Regions from separate parts of the Sus scrofa genome. Here region 2 is linked to region 1. The links are chromatin contacts, called in public HiChIP or PLAC-seq maps. All regions are on one chromosome and are shown on one strand. The core of a region is the stretch at or near the end of the contact, and the rest is flanking DNA. Distances in the headings are between cores, read along the strand shown. Region 1 overlaps DYM (dymeclin). Region 2 overlaps DYM (dymeclin).

Region 1 (5,780 bases), core at 1,880-4,379:
TGAAAGAAATCAAACATAACACAAATAGATGGAAAGATATATCATGCTCTTGGATGGGAAGAATATAGTCAAAATGACAATACTACCTAAGGCAATCTACAGATTTAATGAAATCCCTATCAAATTACCAATGACATTCTTTATAGAACTGTAACAAAATATTTTAAAATTTGTATGGAAACACAAAAGATCCTGAATAGCCAGAGCAATAATGAAAAGAAAAAATGGAACTGGAGGAATCGGGCTCCCTGACTTCAGACCACACTACAAAGCTACAGTCATCAGAACAGTAAGGTACTGGCACAAAAACAGAAATACAAATCAATGGAACAGGACAGAAAGCCCAGAAATAAACCCAAGTACCTATGGTCAACTAATCTAAGTCAAAGGAGGCAAGAACATACAGTGGAAGAAAGATAGTCTCTTCAATAAGTGGTGCTGGGAAAACTGGACAGCTGCATGTAAAAGAATGAAATTAGAACATTCTCTAATACTATAAACAAAAATAAACTCAAAATGGATTAAAGACTGAAATGTAAGGCCAGATAATATAAAACTCCTAGAGGAAAACATACACAGAATGCCCTTTGACATAAATCACAGCAACATCTTATTTAATCCACCTCCTAAAATAATGAAAAGAAAGACAAATAAACCATTGGGACCTAACTATAGTAACTCAAAAGCTTTTGCACAGCAAAGGAAACCATTAAAAAAACAAAAAGACGACCCACAGAAGGGGACAAAATCTTTGTGAATGATGTAACCAACAAAGGCTTAATCTCCAAAATATACACACAATTGATACAACTCAACAGCAAAACCAAACGACAACAACAAAAAACAAAAAAAGAAAATAACTCAATTGAAAAATGGTCACAAGACCTAAATAGACTACAATGAGATACTACCTTACACCAGTTAGAGTGGCCATCATTAATAAGTCTCAAATAACGAATGCTGGAGAGGGTGTGGAGATCAGGGAAACTTCCTTCACTGTTGCTGGGAAAGTAAACTGGTATAACCACAATGGAAAACAATATAGAGGAACTCCAGAAAACTAAAAACTAAAAACAGAACTACCATATGATCCATCTATCCCACTCCTGGGCATCTATCTGGACAAAACTTCCACTGAAAAAGATACATGCAACCCTGTGTTCATGCAGCACTATTCACAATAGCCAAGACGTGGAATCAACCCAAATGTCCATTGACAGATGAATGGATTAAGAAGATATGGTGCATATACACAATGGAATACTACTCAACCATAAAAAAGAACAAAATAATGCCATTTGTAACATGGATGGAACTAGGGATTCTCATACTAAGGGAAGTAAGTCAGAAAGAGAAAGACAAACACCATAAGGTATCACTTACATGTGGAATCTAAAATGTGGCAGAAGTGATGTATCTATAAAACAAACAGATCATGGCAGACTTGTGCTTGCCAGGGGGAAGTGGGAGAGAGGGCGACTGATGGGGAATTTGGGGTGGGTAGATGCAGACTGTTACATTTAGAACAGATGGGTAATGAGGTCCTGCTCTACAGAACAGGCAGTTATGTCTGGTCTCTTGGGTTAGAACATGATGGAAAATGAAAAGAAAAAAAAAAAAAGAAACGTGTATGGGTGGCTGGGTCACTTTGCTGTACAGCAGAAATTGAAGGAACACTGTAAATCAACTATACTTTAATAAAAACATTTAAAAAAGAAAATAAACTGCATGATTCCACTTATAAAAAGTTTCAAAATGGGAAACCATATTGTTTGGGACTATACACACAGGTGGTAAAGTTATGAAGAAAAAAAGAAGGCAATTATCTTCAAGTTCAAGACAGTGTGTGTTTACAGGTGGACAGGGTACGTATACTGGGACTTCTGCACTCTTGGCAATGTTCCTTTTCTTGTTCTAAAGAGTGAGTACATGAATCTTAACTTTCTGGAGTTCCCGTCGTGGCGCAGTGGTTAACGAATCCGACTAGGAACCATGAGGTTGCGGGTTTGGTCCCTGCTCTTGCTCAGTGGGTTAACGATCCGGCATTGCCGTGAGCTGTGGTGTAGGTTGCAGACGCGGCTCGGATCCCGCATTGCTGTGGCTCTGGCATAGGCCGGTGGCTACAGCTCCGATTCAACCCCTAGCCTGGGAACCTCCATATGCCTCGGGAGCGGCCCAAGAAATAGCAACAACAACCGCAACAACAACCACAACAAAAGCCAAAAAAAAAAAAAAAAAAAAAAAAAAATCTTCACTTTCTCACGATTTAAAAAGTAAAAAAATAAAAAGGGTGAATTTATCAGTAGATGGGATCTTGATTACAATTCTAGGTATGATGCATGACTATGAACAAGTTACTATTCTTGTGATTCAATATACTTCTAAAAATGGGTCTAAAATACATTCCTTCCAATCTCATTTTAAGGCAAAAATATAATTTGATACTAAACACCAGTCTGGTTTAACTTAACTATTCCAGAGAAAAGCTGACTTTAAGCGCTTTTTGGAAACTGTTTCATATTTAAATGTAACAGGGTCCTTTCTATTTGAAAGATCACGTGAGAAATCATTTTGATGAGCAAAGATTCTTCCTGGACACAGCCAATTAGTCTATAATTTATTGTTTTTTAATGTTGGGGTTTTTACATACTAGATTTTCTTTAAGAAGAGCATATCTTTACAATCAAATAACTAGCACTGTATTTGTCAAAAATTAGGAAATCCCCCAAACTATTTGTCCAAATTCTTATTTCAAACTGTGCTTGAGTTAAAGACAATATCATTATTTCCAAGTTTCAAAATGGATTAGATCCCTACCAATTAGTGTTCATTGTCCAAGGTACTTCTTAGTGCTCTCAGAATTCCCAGGCAAGATTCCTATAAAGAACTGGGTGTGTTGAATTGACAGGAAAACAAAAATTGTTATGTTAGCCTATTAATTATCTCAAACTCACTGTTACATATCAACCGTATTCACATTCTTCATAGAACTATGTTAGAGTTTTAGGAGTTTGGATCTTCTAAAACCAACAAATGCTGGACAAAAAACTTCAACTCTGTGGCAAGATGCTTACCAGCTTCCCTGTGTGATTAGTTATGTGCCAATCACTGCCCCTCCCAACTTGCCCCAGAAATGAAAGCCATGATAAGGAAAGAGTTTTGCTTCCCTAAATGACCAACTTTGCTATGAGTAAGGAATTGTACTGGTGTTTAATAAGACAGTTTCTTTAAAAAGTCTTATATCACCTTAAAACTTTTCAGAAACTTTTGGCATATATGCTCAATTAAGAACATCCCTTCACAAAAAATCTACAAACAATAAATGCTGGAGAGGGTGTGGAAAAAAGTGAGCTATCCCGCATTGTTGGTGGGAATGGAAGCTGATGCAACCACTATGGAAAACAGTATGGAGTTTCCTTAAAAATCTCCCAGCAGGTGAGAGCCAAGAAGAGAATCCCTGAGAAATGATTAAAAATTTAGTGAGGCCAGTTTACATAGTAATTAACTTACTGATGAGGAGTACAAGGTCTTTGGACTAGGGCTTTGCAGCTATAAGAATGCATGAGTGTAGAACATTACAGGCTTAAAAAATGTATCTATTTCAGCAAAGTGACCAGGGCCTCTACTCTTATTCTCCTCTAGAATATTTTGAGAAGAGAGTTGACCTTGCAAGAGTCTATGGAGAGCTGTTCTCCAAAAGACAATGTTTACTTGAAGCAGCATCTGGGATCATCACTTAGTGATCAATGGCCTCCCTCTTTTCTCTTTCTCTTCCATTCAGCAAATATTAAAGTGCCCACCATGTGCCAGATATGACCTTCAGGTACATCTGTGAACAAAATGTTACAGATTCCTGACTTCCTGGAGCTCACATTATCTGAAAGAATAATAACAAGTGATTACATAGTGTGCTAGGTGATAAATGCTGTGGGAAAAGGAAACCTACAGTAGGATTAGGGGGATTGGGAGTGCTGAAATATAAACACCGAGGTCAGGGACGGCCTCACTGGCAGGGAGTCTTCGTTTGCTCATGTGGGTAAAGACTTGAAGGTGTGCAGATATCTGGGGGAGGGGAAGCAATTGAGGCAAGAAGGAGAAGCCAGAGCAGAGGCCCTAAGTATGGAGAGTGCTGGTGTGTCTGAGAGGATTATCTACTGCTGTGCTTCTTCTTCTTTTTTTGTCTTTTATGGGCCGCACCCAAGACGTGGACGTTTCTGGGCTAGGGGTCTAATTGGAACTACAGCTGTCAGCCTACATCACAGCCACAGCAATGTGGGATCCAAGCCAAGTCTGCGACCTACACTACAGCTCACGGCAATGCCGGATCCTTAACCCCGTGCTCGAGGCCAGGGATCGAACTTGCATCCTCATGGATCCTAGCCAGATTTGTTTCCACGGAACCATGACGGGAACTCCTGCTGTGCTTCTTAAACTTGAGCCCACATCAGAAGTCACTTGGAGGGCGACTGCTGGATGCCAGCCCCAGAGCTTTCCAAATCAGGTGGTCTGGGGAGCACCCGAAAGTTTCCATTTCTAATAAGTTCTGAGGGGATGCTGATGCTGCTGGTGTAAGGATCACACTGTGAAAATCACTGAGCTTGGAATTATTTTTAAATGGAGTCACTAAATAAAAATGGCCCATGTAATCAATTCAACAGGTCTGACTGGAAATTTTTTAAAAAAGAAAGAAAAGTAATAAAATAGGAAATATCTGAGCTCATGACACATAGATGAAACATTTATGTTTTATGAAGCTTTTGTTTCAGTTGTACACAAAAATGTGTCAAATGTACTGTTTAGTATGGGTGGTGGTCAAAAAAAGCTGGAAAGCCACTAGTCTGGTGACTTTAGCGTATCAAGAAACAACAAAACCACATTAATTTGGTGGAGGGAATTAAAGGAGTCTGATTGTTTTGGATGGACACTAAGCTGAACTCATCCTGGGTCTTCTTACTGGATTTCCTCTGCCTGGATTCCTCCTCTTCCATCTCCCATCAAGGGAGATCAGGGTCAAACTTCTCCTTAAAATCTTCCCAATGATGTCTCTCTTTCCTTCCTCTTACCTCCTCCAGAACTTTACTTCCATACTATTTGTTGAATATGCAGCACAGATTCTGCTTTTCTCTCCAGCAAAGTGATACAATATTTTTTGAAGACACCTGTGTTTCCCCAAGAATGCCTTAGCAATGTCAGATTCAAAGTGGACTGGCCATGGATGGAACAAACAGTCAAACCACATTTTTAAATTATATTGTTTGTGTTTTATATGTAATATATATGATGATGATGATGATGGAAATTCAGCAGAGGAACAGATGAATGAATACATTCTAAGATGCAAATTTGGGCACAAGGGTACATGGGTGGCAGAAAGAGGGAAAAATAAAGGGAAGCCAATTGGCTGGGAGAGCTTCGTGGTAAGAGAGCATCATGGCCCAATCTTCCCGTTCTCTACCCCAGGGCCCGGACTGAGGGATCCTTGGTACAGCATTGTGTGGAGAAAAGCCTCACATTTCCCTGGGGAGGAATAAGTCATTTTGATGCTTTGATCTAATGCTGTGTACTGGATGAGAAGAGCTGAGGGACCAAAGGAGAAATCAATATTTTCTCTGAGAGGATAATGGGAGAAAAAGAATATACATATATGTTTGACTGGGTCACTTTGCTGTACAGTAGAAACTGACAGAACACTGTAAACCAACTATAATGGCAAAAAATAAAAATCATAAAAATATTTTTGCTGAGAGGATAGAGAGACATATAAGGAATCAAGAGGTGGA
Region 2 (5,780 bases), core at 1,378-3,877, 140 kb after region 1:
AAAACTACAGTGAGATATCACCTAACACCTGTCAGAATGGCTATCATCAAAAAGTACACAAATAACAAATGTTGGTGAGATCCCATACTGTTGATGGGAATGTAAATCGGTGGAGTCACTATGGAAAAAAGTATGAAGGTTTCTCAAAAAACTAAAAATAGAACTAGCATATGATATGATCCAGCAATTCCACTCCTGGATATACATCCAGAAAAAAAACTCACTAATTCAAAAATATACATGCACCCCAATGTTCACAGCACCATTATGTACAATTGCCAAGATAGAGAAGCAACCTAAGTGTCCATCAACAGATGAATGGGAAAAGACACACAACTACACACACACACACACAGGACGGAATACTGCTCAACCATAAAGAGAACAAAATTTTGCCATTTGCTGCAACATGGATGGACTTGGGGGACATCATGCTAAGTGAAATAAGTCAAACAGAGAAAGACAAATGCTGTATGATATCACTCATATGTGGACTCTAAAGAAATGCAATTAACCAGTATGTAAGACAAAAAGAAACCGACTCACAGATATGGAGGACAAAGTAGTGGTTACCAGCAAGAAAAGGGAAGTGGGGAGGGGCAACATAGAGGTAGGGGATTAAGAGGTTAAAAGCTGTTATAAGATACAAGAATAAATTACATAATGTAAGGAATATAGCCAATATTTTACAATAATGATAAATGGAGTAAGTTTTTTAAAATTACAAATCATTATATTATACACCTATAACATATTAATATTGTACTTCAACTATGCTTCAATTTTTTAAAATGCGGGGAAGCAACAAAAAATAGGCAGATAATTTGGATAGCACTTACATGATGTTTTTGTAAATGTACTTGCTTGATTTTAAAATATTTGTTATAATCAGTTATGAAGTTGGTAGGTAGTATCTATAGGATTACACTATTTTTAATGGACAAATTTTATTTCCAAGAGCGTTTTTGAGAATCTTAACTTTGGAAACCTGACCACAGTTTATAGAATCTCATTCTCCTTTGTGAAAACAAAATAGTTTAAGGCATTTATTTTTACATACTATCAAAGCAAAGGGAATAAGGCGCTTGAAAATAATTTTTGCAAAGCTTTGTAAACACTAAGTAAGGATCATATGTACCAAATATCTAAAAATATTACACTAAGCGGATGGAAATTTACATGGTACTCATTAAGTTTTAACAACATCCCTTGTTTTAAAGATGATGCTATAATATACATTACAGGTATGGACAAACAAATCAATTTATTAGAGCCATTCCTTTTTACGTGGCATATGTATTTAAAAAGCCTTCTGACTTTGGACAAGGCAACTATTTTTTAAAAAACGTCATCATGGTTCTCCACTGCAGACATTTGCTCTAAAATGCCCAACATGGCCATGCAGGAATGTAGAGCCGGCTTGGTTCCCAGCAACGCACAGTTATGCTATATGGCTTGAAGTTGTATTTCAACGTGTTAATAGCATGTTGCTGTCTGCCCTACTTGTGGTCTAATAACAAGGTCTAAAAAACCACAAATACAGACATTCATTTCAAGCTCCTCTCTAACACTTTCTTTCCAGGAACTTAAGAGTTCAGAGGAAGGGAATGCTGACGGAAATTTCATAAGAAAAGAAAACTTACTTGAAAACAATTGCTTGATTGGATTTGTTTACAATTTATATTCTCAAAGAAACATTTCTATATGTCATTACCTTCCTCCTTGTGTCAAGTGGAGTGGTAGATTGACAGAGCATACATTAAAATGATGACACCCACAGATGCCAAATTGGTTCCAGTGGAGGTGGAGTTGATTGAAGGAAAAAAGACCCAAAGCACATGATCATTATAGAAATAGCTATCAAAGAGAGCTCAGCCTGAGAGTCTTTAAACTTATCTTTATACATCATCTTCTGAAATTAAGAGACTTATTTCTAAAAATCTAGTCTTCAGGGGACATTAATAATGACTATATACTAGATTCAAAACTGTCCTTCAGTGCACACACATCAGTCTACACTAAGTAATCTGGGGTACAAACACTAAGGATGTAATGGATAGACTGGGTTCACAATGAAATAGGTACAAAATAACATATTCAGTACATCTTATGACCATCAAAAAGCTTGCTCACTTCTAAGATCATTATATTTTACAAACTCAACAAAAAAGGCACAAAGATTTATAGCTACTGTAAAATTCTGAAAAAATGTGAGTTCTCAGACTTAATTCTCAACATACGTGCCACAAGTATTAGATCAGTGAAATTAGACAATCTGAAGCCGTGAAAAAAAGCCAATTTCTGTTGAGACTGATTAAATATTTATGTCGCACCTTTCTACAGCAGAGATGGAAAAATACACGCAAGATAAAATGCTATATGATTGTAAGAGTTGAAAATCTATTAAGGGCATTAAAAATAAGAACAAGTCTTCATGGCTAAAAACTCTTTCGGAGACTGTCTTGGAGTCATTTTTCAGTGTGGTCATGGATATACCCTGAAAAGAGCCGCACTCCCTCATCCTTTCACCCACTTTAGTGGGCGTGGTGACACCCACTAAACCCACATCTGTGAGCTGGCGGGCCAGGACGATGGGTGCTGTCTGTCAAGGAATGTGGTCATCGCAAAACGGAAGAAGCTCACTGGCGTAGGTGGGTGGAGATGAAAAGTGTAATCTTGGTTTCACCCGCTCAACGCTCTCATCAGCCTCACAAAAGTATCAGCCTTACTGCCACAGTAACTGACAGACACACCAGCACACCTCCTTCTGGTGGAAAAGATGGCCATGTGTTCCTTGCCTCTGGGTCCTTGCACCTGTTGCCAACTACCTGAAGATGCTCATTGCATCTTCCTGAACTTTTGGCAAACTCCTCTTCCTCCATTCTGTAAGCATGACTCTCCTGTAAGGCTCTCCCTGACTGCTTCAGGCTCACTTTGGTGCTTTCCATTCTAGGTTCCCATTTGACTTGTGCTTACTGACAATATACAACTTAAAACGTGTTATTAACTGTCTTCGCATCTATCTTCCCTCTCAACCACAACCTTTCTGAGGGCAGATCCTGAATGTTTATATCTGTTTCCCTAGCACCCAGCACAATGACTGTCATTAGGCAAGCACAGTATTTACTGATTCACTGGAGGAAGACTGACAAAAATTAATGTTCCATATTCAATGATCCACAGGTTATTCTGTTTATGAGAGTTTGGGTGCATTTATACTACACTGACAATCCCACTGTAGGCTGGGCTGGGATTCAGAGTCATAACCATAAACATAAAATTACTTCCTTCCTTAGGAGAGAGCAAAGGTCTATAAATCACTGGCAACAGGAACTTACATAATAAGGACTTAACTGCTAAATTTTTTTTTAGTTTTAAAAGAATCCCATGATTTGTCCACTTTGTACAAGTGCAAAAGATTTAATTGTATTAATCACCCTCCCTAAATGAACAAAAACTTTTTATTTTCTTTCTATGGAATAAAGAACTGGGATGACATGATTAAGCTCAGAGCTGGCCATCCTGAAATAGTTCTGAAGACCTTACTAGCTATCACTTTGTTCATTCTATGAAAGTTTGTTCATTCTATGAAAGACTTTATGTTATTTTGGATCAAAATTAGCAACAACCTACCTAATTCTAGAACTAGATGCCTATGAAAGGCTTCATATCCTTTTTAACAGAAGTTATAACTGTTGGATATAGGAAATGGCAAAGATGGGATGAAAAAGATCAAAAAAGGGGTTTAAAAAAAAAGCTTACTATGGAAAGACAGACATTCCAAAGTGCTTTGTTTTTACGACAATTCACAGAGGGGAAAAAACAGGGTACAAGAATGATCTATATCATGATAGAAGCTATTTAACTTATTTACCTAGCATCTGAATAAACAGCTCTGTGACTCATCTCTACTTGGTATGTAACATACAAGGAAATTAACTAATGGTTACCCATCAGGCAGCTTATAATGTAGTTAAAGATTCAAGATATAAAGAGACTAAAAACTAAATGACAAAAGCCAATACAATTCAATATATTTGTTAATTGACAAAGTAATGAATCTATGACAAAAAGCGGTAAAGAATAGGGACAGAAGAGATGACTGTAGACTATAACAAGTAAGTATCAGGAGAAGAATCTTAAGTAGGTATTATGGATCCAATTGTATCGTCCCAAAAGACATGTTTAAGGCCTAACCCTTGGTACTTCCAGATGTCACTTATTTGGATACAGAGCTGTTGCAGACATAATTATTTAAGATGAGGTTACACTGGAGCAGGGTGGGCACTTAATCTAATATGACTGGTGTTCTTATGAGAAGAGAGACAGAAACATACAGGGAGAAAATGGCCATTTGATGACAGAAGCAGAAGCTGAAGTGATTCATCTGTAAGCCAACTAATGCCAAGGAATGACAGCAAACATCAGCAGCTAGAAGAAGAAAGCAAGTATTATACTTCTACAGGTTTCAGAGGAAACGTGGCCTTGCTGATATCTTGGTTTTGCACTTTTAGCCTCCAAAACTGTGAGCCTGTGATAAATATCTATTGTTTTAAGCTCCCAGTTTCTGGTACGTTATTACAACAGCTGTAGGAAACCAATACAGTGGGCAAGGTATATCCATTCAACTAGAGATGATGAGATTATACATCATCACAGCCCCTTCCCTGTGGGCTTAGGGGACCTCCTCCTCCTCCTCCTGACACCTGGTTGACAGCTGAGGTGACAACAGCAGCAGCAGACAGGCCATCCTACCTACATCAATTTCATCATTACTTAAAATGGAAGACTCCAAACAGGAAGAAAACTTAAAGACCTCTTAGCTGTCCTCAACTACTTTCCTCATTACTCATCAAGAACAGTCTTAGAACAAAGCAGAATGAGGTTTTCCAAAAATGTTCTCCAAACTCTACCTTCACATTCAAACCACAGATTTTAAGTATTCTTGCTCTCTTCTTAGAGTACTTCAGTTGTTTCCAAGAACATACAACTTGAAACAATATAAAGAAAACAAAAAACAAAAATACCAGCCCTAATCGTTTCTGAAATGGCAAGACTTAACACATGAAGTATATTCAAAATCTGCTGTACAAATTGTTGTCCAGAAAGGAAAGCAAGTTTCCCTTCACACTTCCACTGCTTACAGGTGCTGACTTATTGTGAATCCAAGTGATTCTGGCTGCTTTCAAAATAATTCTTCGTTTAAAGAATGCTTTGATGTTTATAAATCTATCATTCCAACATAAAATCGATTTATAAAGGTAAAAATGTGGCTTTAATAATTTGCAGTTGTGGCTTCTGTGATTCAGATGGTAATCATCTCAGGACAGACCACCATCAGAGCAGAAACTTGGAGAAGACAAGGGAACAGGGAAGGGACAGGGATGCTCCTGGGCTCTTCCAGTTACAAGGCCAAAGCTCAGAGGTACCAGTAGAGGAGGGAACATTTCAGTGTTCAAATGGCTGCCAATTTTACCATTGCCCTTTTTATTTATTAACTTTCTTTTTCATCCATTATTCATTCTGATAGGTGGTAAGAAGAACATTGATGGTGAAAGGCTCATCTCCATAAATTCTTTAAAAACCGCCCGTGTACTACAATTGCCAAATTCAACAGAAAAAAGATATCTTTTTGACAAATGTTGCTGGAAAAATTACATATCCACATGCAAAAGATGAACACTGATTCATACTTTGTACCATATGTGAAAATGAACTCAAAATAAATTACACACCTAAAGATCACACTTGAAACTATTAAATTTCTACAGAAGAAAACA

What was found. HiChIP or PLAC-seq counts read pairs in DNA pulled down with a chosen protein or histone mark.
Region 2: a contact with region 1 is called in an H3K27ac HiChIP or PLAC-seq map of alveolar macrophages. The contact joins two enhancer-like sites. A contact is called at or near these places in 2 of 47 Hi-C or Micro-C datasets (both in embryonic fibroblasts) and 1 of 2 datasets of contacts at active chromatin or transcription factors (alveolar macrophages).

Annotation. Positions count from the first base shown.
Region 1 is chr1:98,688,867-98,694,646 of Sscrofa11.1, forward strand. All of the region lies in intron 16 of DYM (dymeclin), which reads right to left. Among named protein-coding and RNA genes, the nearest start is that of SMAD7, 150 kb to the left of the region's middle. Within about 2 kb of position 3,130, at least 1 of the 83 cell types and tissues checked has an H3K27ac peak or open chromatin away from gene starts, as enhancers often do. A contact at or near this core is called in alveolar macrophages, where this site is marked.
Region 2 is chr1:98,831,279-98,837,058 of Sscrofa11.1, forward strand. The region is part of intron 13 of DYM (dymeclin); the gene reads right to left. Among named protein-coding and RNA genes, the nearest start is that of DYM, 190 kb to the right of the region's middle. Within about 2 kb of position 2,628, at least 6 of the 83 cell types and tissues checked have an H3K27ac peak or open chromatin away from gene starts, as enhancers often do. A contact at or near this core is called in alveolar macrophages, where this site is marked.